Regions from separate parts of the Gossypium hirsutum genome. Here all the other regions are linked to region 2. The links are chromatin contacts, called in public Hi-C maps. All regions are on one chromosome and are shown on one strand. Each heading gives the region's core, a stretch centred on a gene start, on an enhancer-like site or on the middle of the called end of the contact. The rest is flanking DNA. Distances are from core to core; before and after follow the strand shown. Region 1 holds the start of LOC107888817 (transcription factor E2FA). Region 2 holds the start of LOC107938838 (TBCC domain-containing protein 1). Region 3 overlaps LOC107941903 (delta(12)-fatty-acid desaturase FAD2).

Region 1 (2,893 bases), core at 21-2,520, 260 kb after region 2:
GACTTTCAGATCAGCATCAGGATTGTTTGTAAAAGATGAGAAAGGACGGATTCTTGCATCAAAAACGATCATTTACTCCAAAATTGCAAATCCATTTTTAGCAAAAGCGCATGCAGGATTACAAGCAGTCAAGTTAGGGTTATTCATGGGTCTAAATAAACTGGAAATTGTGGGAGACTCAAAGACAGTAATTAAAAAATGCCAGAACACAGAGATAGACAAATCAAACATCGGTGTGATCATCAGAGATATTCAGCATAAGAAAGGCAGATTTCAAGAGATAAAGTTCCACTTCATACCCAACATAGAAAATCTTTACGCTCATACTCTAGCAAAAGAAGTGTTGAAGAGAGGAGTTAGCCATTACCTGGTAGGAGGGCTTCCAGATTTTGTTCGACAAGCATCAGAGGAGAGGAGACCAAGAGAACCAGATTGAAAGAAAATGTAGGTGAAGGACTGTTTGAAAAAGGTAGTAGGAAATCAATTGCTTCCCTTGGAAACTGCTACCGTCATAATGCTGAAGAGGACGTGAAGCGACAACACATTGAAGCCCCAGTTAGTGATTTGACTGGATAAGATTTAATTAGGTTAACTATTTTTTATTTTATTTCTGTTTCGATTTTTTTTTTTTAGGAATCATGGACCTGTTTCTTTAGGCCGACCTTGCCTTATATGCAGGCTTGAAATTTTAGTAGGGCTCCTTATATGGACTTAGCCCAGTTCTGTTTTACTTGTTTTTCATTAATAAAATAGCAGTCAGATCTTTTAGTCGAAAAAAAAATATTAAAAGCTAACAGTTTAATGATAAAAATTAAAATATTAATAATTAAAATTTATGTCAATGTTTCTATTTAAATAGATATAAATTAATATTTAAATAAATTATTATATTAATATAAATCATATCATTACAATATTTTTTTAGATTGAAACATATATTTCATGTAATTAATATTAAAAAAATTAACATTAATTTTATTAGTAAAATATTAATATTTGAAATAATAATATTACAAACCAATATTTTAATATTGTACTAATAATTTTATTATTTAAAATTCAATAATATTTTAGTATTTATGTCTATATTCTTATATGAAAAAAAATCAAAAGAACAACCAAATGATAAGTTACATTTTTCTTTTATTCATTCAAACATAAAAAAAAAATCATTTAATTTTTTTTTTCATATTTCCGGAAATATATTAAAAATAAGTGAAAATAATAATAACATAAAGTTATTAAAAAATATAAAAAAGAATATTTTTCTATTCTCAAATTTCTTTTCTTTCATTTTCCCTCCTTTAACCCTTTCCCTCTTCGCAACTTTCCCTCATCCTTCTCTCCAACCCTCACTTTCTCTTTTTTCCAAGTGAATTTCTACGCTCCCCTCTCTCTCTCTCTGGTTTCCTCTCTCTATCTCTATGCCGTATACCTCAATGTCCGGTGTGGCTCGAGCCTCCGCTTGCCCCACGCCGCCGCATCCTCCTCCTTCTGTGGCTGCCGTCTCCGCACCAGCTCCGTCGGCTCCTTCGATTGTTCCGCCGATACGCCGCCACCTGGCTTTCGCCTCGATGAAGCCGCCATTTGTTCATCCGGATGATTATCATAGATTGTCCTCTAATAATAGTAACAATAATTTAACCACCGGTAACAATACTCGTGGAATTAGCGCCGATCAAGAAGTTGAAGCGATTGTTGTGAGATCTCCAGTGAGTTATTGTTATTTTTTTGTAATTTTCAAATAATGTTTTTCACATTTTTTCCTTAAAAATGGTGGTTATGGCGTGGTTAGTCAACTGTCAACATGTTTTCTATTTAACGATAATTTTACTCTCATTTGACATATATCGTTATATTTTGTTCGATTGCAACTTTTATTGACAATTGATAATCTCCAGTTTTGTTGTTCACTTAGTGGAGTTGAAATTATCAGTATCATTAGCATTATTTGACTCTGCGGTGAAATTGTTATGCTTGTACTTTAATACGTGATTTTTTTCGCAGTGCATTTATGTTTTTGATGATGTATTTGATGGTATAATGGGCTTTGGGCTGAATAAAGTGCTTCTTTGCTGAACTAAGTTGAAATTTAACGATGCCGGCATCATCCAATGGCTGAAACTTGATGGTTTATGCACTTTCATGCTCTGAGAAACTAGTTTTTAGCACTATAACTTTTGACCGACTTGATGAAAGTGAATATCTAGCTATTGGGTTTTTGTTTGTAATGTTTTGGATTTCAGACGTAATTGCAATTGGTAGCATATTAGTTTCATGTAATAAACTTGCTATACTCGGAGAGGAAGAAGATGCATGTGCTGCATTGTTGGTTTAGAACAGATTGTTAGATGCCATGCCCTATGTGAAGAAAGCTTGAAGTCTGTAAATTCTTTGGATGTTGCAGATTTGATGGTTATTTGATAAATGATTCGGTTGACATTGTTTTGACTCTGGCTGCATAATTTCCCCCTACAAATTATGATTGCTAATCTGTTTCAAAACCTATGTTCATATATGAAGTATTCTTTCCACTTGTTGTCCTCCACCTAATAACAAGTGAATCACTATTGTTTGTACATACTTGATTGTTTCATGGCATTGATCACCATGAGTTTAGGCCTTTGTAAAAGCCTTTGCATCAATTAGTCAAGTAATTCTGAAGGTTTTTATGGTTTACACTTAACAGTAACTCATCTTATGTATTTTATCATATATTTGCATTTGTTAGACTTAGTCTCTTCACCCCCTCCCCTTCAAATTAATCAACTGTTAGTTTAAGCATAGCCATAATAACTTCTGAGGTGAACTTGTATTTCTTCCTGCCATTAGCAACACTTTGAAAGACCACTGGTTTTTCTCAGAAATTAAAAAGGAAGAGTACAACGGTGAA
Region 2 (2,919 bases), core at 320-2,819:
TAACCACAAGCATCAAACTATTACAACGGACTACCCAAGGTACCACAAAGTAGAATCGAACCATTGCAGCACAAATAGACTAAGAACTAGTACAATCCATACTAAAGCTAAGAAACTAGACTAAAACTCACACATGACAACTGCACATGATGGGACTCAGACACCATGCATAAAATTATACGAAAGCTAAGAAACTCGACTAAAACTCACACGACAACTGCACAGATGGGACTCAAACACCTACGCATATAATTACGCATGGTAAGTCTCAAACCTGGGACCCAAGGCCTCCGCCTTTACCATTTGGGCCAAGGCCTCATTGGGAATTGTATTTTAACTTTAATTTATTAAAATTATTGTTTTTATAAATGCATTGTTCAAGAAGTATGCATTGCACATCCTTTTTGCTTCAAAAAGCAAGCGACAAAAACATCAACCAAATGGAATTTTACAAAAAATTAAAACAAAATCCTATTTTATCAATAAAAAAAATAATGGTAAAATGTTAAGCAAACTCACACATAATTGTTCCATATAAACATATATCACGCATTGTTGGCATCTGAAAGTTAAATTAATACTTCAAAAATATTATTGCCTTTAGTTTACTAAGAGATTTTGCATCCTATTTCCAAAACCAAACATAGCCTCAGTTATCTAAAAGATTAAATCCTCGAAGACATCTTTCCGTTAGTCAAAACAGAATCACATTTGTTCTTTCCCAATGCCGAGCAAGAGTCAACTTTTCGCGAATTTCATAAGCCCACAGCATCAAAGGCGTTTATTTTCCTAAAAGTAACCATCAATCTACCATAATTGTATAAACGACATTGAAATTAAATCAATAACCACCTAAGTTCCAATAACCACAAATTCAATTAAAAAAAACACATTTCACCAAAAAAGAAAAAAAAAAGGGATAGCGAAGGGTCAGGCTCCTTACCTGCAAAGGCGAAAGGGCCGACAAGTAACCATCGAATGCTGACATGGAAGGCCAGACATCGGCAACCGCAGCGGAGTCCTTGTGCGAGCGCGGCAAAAGCCTCTTATACGATTGAATATACAAAAACAGGATCAGATCACGCAAATCGGCACCAATGGAGTCGACATCATCCGGCAGGGCGGTTACGAGCGGGTCGGGTTCCGAGTGGAGGACAGAAGCGAGAGTTTCAAGGACGAGACGCGAATGGTCGAATGAGATCTGTAGCAATTCAGCGAGGGCCGCCGAGTCGACTCGTTGAGTTGAGGGGGATGCGAATTTTTGCTTTAGAGGGGTTAGTGCTTGGACGGGGTCGTTGAATATGAGCTTCTGGATTGTTAGGAGACCGTGCTCGAAAGGCTCGCGTCGCGGGTGTAAGATAGCGGTCGGTATTGGAATCGAATTCGGGTCGCTCGATGACGTTGATGGTTCTATGGGGTCGGCCATCGCTTTGATTTAAGATAGGCTTTTTTTGCTAATGAAAAAAATGAAATAGAAGAGTTTTGTTCTGCAGATCTTCGAGCAATGAATGATGTTGTTGAAGGGGAAGAGTGAGTGGTTGGGTGCGGTTAGGTGGGATCGGGTATGGTGGAACCGCTGACGTGGCTGGATTTACTGGGATGTAACGTTAGTAGAGGCAATCAGTTATTTAGGTCAAATTTTATAGAAAGGTCCTTTTATTATGCATTTTGTTAGATTTAGTCCTTCTATTATAATTGGATTATATCTAATCTCTTTGGTTTTTTTTTTTAATATATATTTTCAATCCTGAAATATTTTTTCCATTAATTATGTCAAAAAGTTTGATATGGTTTTTCAAACATGCGGTAATGTAGCCTTAATATTTTTATATAGTTCGATAAATTTTAGGGTAAATTGTACCATTAGTGACTAAATTATGAATAAATTTTTATTTTGATCACTTAATTAAAAAACTATAATTTGGTCATTAAATTATTCAAAAGTTTTCATTTAAGTCACTGAGCTGTTAAAATCGATATTATATGACTTTTTTTATTTACATTATCTAAACCAATCAAAAGCTCTCTCTTTTTTGTCTTCTATAGTTCAGCTTTTTTCATGAAATAGTTTTAGACGTCACGAATCTGTAAACAAAAATTCAAACAACTATTATTCTTCTCGTCAATGAGTGTTGATCTATCATATCAATTGTCAAATCATTACTTGGAACTCAAACTTTTTTAAAAAAAATAACATAATTGCCAAATGACTTAAATAAAAACTTTTTAATAGTTCAATTACTTAAATAGAATTTTTTGAATAATTTAGTGATCAAATTATAACTTTTTTAATTAAGTGACAAAAAAACACTTATCCATAGTTTAATGACTATTGGTGCAATTCGCCCTGAAATTTATACATAGTTTCCTCTTTTTATTTTTATTTTTAGATTATAATAAAAAAAAGTATATGTCACATGTTTAAAAAATAAATTATGCCAAATTATTTAAAGAAATTGATGAAATAAATTAGCCTAAAAACCATAAATGTACATATTAAAAAATTAAAAAAAATACAAATGATTAATTCTAGAGGAGGGATTAAATAAATGATCGTATAGTACAAAGACCATACATATAATATGACCAATTACTTACACTTGTTATACCCCTGCCTGGGTACCTACTACGGCTCTCATGCATGTACATCCTGCACGATGTAAAGAGTTTCCTCGCGATGCCATCAAACACAACCATCATATTAAATCTAATTTCATTATTATTCTCTTCACCAATTATAAAGTTCGTCACAACAAGATATATCTAAATTACACATAAATTTATATTTAAATTAGACTCTACTAATAAAACAATCATACAATACGAGACTATTCAAGCTATTTTTCACTTATAAATAATTCTTTTTTCCGAAATCAGGATTACAAAACGAAATTTGCAACTTAAATTTTTCTCAAATAT
Region 3 (3,024 bases), core at 512-3,011, 260 kb before region 2:
AACTGATATCAATATTAACTGTTTTAACTTTTTAAATATTTACTAGTATTTTACTTCCACTTATTAAAGTTGACAAACTAGTGAGTTCAAGCTGGTCCAAATTTGATTTTCTTCGGATTTGAATTTTTTCAAATTTGAATTATCTTAGACTTGAATAAACTCATTTTAGATATTCTTTGACACAAATTTTTCTTGAAATCAAAATTTTGTGTACTTAAATTTTTTATATTCAAATTAGTTTAGGTCAAATAAGCTTAGATAGATTTAAATGATTTTAAAATTTTACAAGTTATAAATTTTTATTTCAAACTTAATAAACTCATTATACCCAAAAAGCAATCTTTTCCATTGATACGAATTTTTATACTAAAAAAAAAATTAGTTTTTAGTTTAATGTTGTAGATTTAATTTAAGAACTATCTTATCAAAATTCAATATATTAAATTATTTATATTTTTTCTATAAATTAAAATATATATGATCAATTGGTTTAAAATTTTTATTTCTTATCAATTTTAATTCTTTTACAATTAGTATAAAATTGAAAAGATAATTTTTACTTTTTGTTAATGTTTATAGGATATAAAATGAAAAAAAAAAGTACACGAGGGACACGGTGGAGGCAAGAGCTTGGGGCAGAGGATTTGTATTCTAAATAATATATATATATATATATATATATATACATGCAAAAACACATTGTGAAGTAGTGATATTTTAGTCATTATTTGAGTTGATGTTCAGTTGATTTATAAAAAGTATTAATCAATAATATAGATCTTTATCTACCTTAGTGTTTTAATTAAAATAGCTAGCAGTGTTAATTATTTGGAATAATTAATGATATTATAAAAAGGGTAAATATACCTTAAGGTTCAAATTAGTATCTAAGGTTTTTTTTTGTCTAATTAGGTACCTAAATTTGTCCTCAAGGTTCAATTTGGTACTTAAATTTTGCTTTTGGTTTAAAATTAGTATTTGAACTTGTCTTAATAGGTCCAATTGGTTCAAATAAGTCTTTCTTTTTAGAATCAAATAAGTCATTTATTGTACATATTAATTTGGACTAAAAACCAAATTCATGTACTAATTCAAACCAAAAAGTTAAGTTCAGATGCCTAATTGGACTAAAATAAGTTTTGTACCAAATTAAACTTTAAAGTCAAGTTCAAGTATCTAATTAAAAAAAAATCTTAACTACTAATTTAAACCTTATAGTTAAGTTCGAGTATCAAAATGAATATTATCAACTAGTATCCTTGTAGGGGTTTAGAGATTAAAATTGAGTAATTAACATGGAGAATAATAATTTTGGTTTGTTTATGGTTAGTGAAGTGGATTATATTGAGACTAATAAGTTTAGTCGGTTATTTAGCAGATATTTTTCTATTAAATTTTCAATCTACCATGTTTGTTCTTTTAACCATTTCCACTATCCATTTATTTTTTCAGGGTGTGGAACAATGGGTGCTGGAGGCAGAATGTCGGTTCCACCGAGTCCAAAAAAATCCGAATTCAACTCACTGAAGCGAGTTCCATACTCAAAGCCGCCCTTCACTCTGAGTGAAATCAAGAAAGCCATCCCACCACACTGTTTCCAGCGCTCCGTTTTACGCTCATTCTCATATCTCCTTTACGACTTTATATTGGCCTCTCTTTTCTATTATGTGGCCACCAATTACTTCCATAACCTTCCTCAGCCTCTCTCCTACGTGGCTTGGCCTCTTTATTGGGCCATGCAAGGTTGGATTTTGACCGGCGTTTGGGTCATAGCCCATGAATGTGGCCACCATGCCTTCAGTGATTATCAATGGCTTGACGACACCGTTGGCCTTATCCTCCACTCTTCTCTCTTAGTTCCATATTTCTCTTGGAAATATAGCCACCGTCGTCACCATTCCAATACCGGTTCCCTCGAAAGGGATGAAGTGTTCGTTCCCAAGAAAAAATCTGGTTTAAGATGGTGGGCCAAACACTTCAACAATCCACCGGGTCGGTTTCTGTCAATCACCATTCAACTTACCCTTGGTTGGCCGCTTTACTTAGCTTTCAACGTTGCCGGTCGGCCTTACGACAGGTTCGCTTGCCACTATGACCCTTACGGCCCCATATTTTCCGACCGGGAACGACTCCAAATCTATATCTCTGACGCCGGCGTCCTCGCTGTCGCCTATGCGCTCTACCGTCTCGTGTTGGCCAAAGGGGTAGGTTGGGTTATTAGCGTTTATGGGGTGCCATTATTGGTGGTTAACGCCTTCTTAGTAATGATCACGTATTTGCAACACACTCACCCATCTTTGCCGCACTATGATTCCTCGGAGTGGGACTGGATGAGAGGAGCTTTATCAACTGTGGACAGAGATTATGGGATTTTAAACAAGGTTTTCCATAACATAACCGACACTCATGTGGCTCATCATTTGTTTTCTACAATGCCTCACTATCATGCAATGGCGGCCACCAAGGCGATAAAGCCAATATTGGGGGAATACTATCAGTTCGATGGGATGCCTGTCTATAAGGCGATATGGAGGGAGGCGAAGGAGTGTCTTTACGTTGAACCAGATGAGGGCGACAAGGACAAAGGTGTGTTTTGGTTTAGAAACAAGCTTTAAATATTTGCATTTTACCTTAGGCATGTTCTAGTCGTTGATGTTTTAAGGATATTTTAGCCGACATACTTGGTTTTCCTTTTTGGGACTTTTTAGCTTTGTATTTGCAGAAAATAATCTTGTTCACTATTAAATAATGGTAGAAATAAATACACAGCATGGATTGGCAATAATTAATTTACTTTCAAGCTTGACACCTAATAAGATTTTAAGTTTGTTTTATAAAAAAAAGGATCTTTCAGTTTGAGTTATTGCCATAATATATGAATATTGATGTTGATTTTATACAAGTGTTTATATATATAAATTTTGATTTTATTTCAATTATAATAAATTAATAACATAGCACCATTTTCAGTTTGCTTTTTGTGTATATAAAATGTTACGTTTACTAAGAATAATTAAATTTATT

Evidence for each region. Hi-C and Micro-C count contacts between places; a contact is called where the count stands out from the background.
Region 1: a Hi-C map of leaf shows a contact between it and region 2, with 3 times the contacts expected there. The contact joins the promoter of LOC107888817 here to the promoter of LOC107938838 in region 2. A contact is called at or near these places in 5 of 34 Hi-C or Micro-C datasets (anther, leaf and petal).
Region 3: a contact with region 2 is called in a Hi-C map of leaf, with 2.8 times the contacts expected there. The contact joins the enhancer-like site here to the promoter of LOC107938838 in region 2. A contact is called at or near these places in 3 of 34 Hi-C or Micro-C datasets (all in leaf).

Annotation. Positions count from the first base shown.
Region 1 is chrA01:54,776,850-54,779,742 of Gossypium_hirsutum_v2.1, forward strand. It overlaps LOC107888817 (transcription factor E2FA), which reads left to right and starts at 1,271. Exons shown (of 14, transcript XM_016813047.2): 1 at 1,271-1,712; 2 at 2,865-2,893. The coding sequence starts at 1,425.
Region 2 is chrA01:54,512,300-54,515,218 of Gossypium_hirsutum_v2.1, forward strand. It overlaps LOC107938838 (TBCC domain-containing protein 1), which reads right to left and starts at 1,570. Exons shown (of 8, transcript XM_041111740.1): 1 at 944-1,570. The coding sequence starts at 1,426.
Region 3 is chrA01:54,255,815-54,258,838 of Gossypium_hirsutum_v2.1, forward strand. LOC107941903 (delta(12)-fatty-acid desaturase FAD2) reads left to right here. Exons shown (of 2, transcript XM_016875531.2): 2 at 1,453-2,785. The coding sequence starts at 1,464. The coding sequence ends at 2,615. Among protein-coding and RNA genes, the nearest start is that of LOC107941903, 22 kb to the left of the region's middle. Within about 2 kb of position 1,762, at least 2 of the 9 cell types and tissues checked have an H3K27ac peak or open chromatin away from gene starts, as enhancers often do. A contact at or near this core is called in leaf, where this site is marked.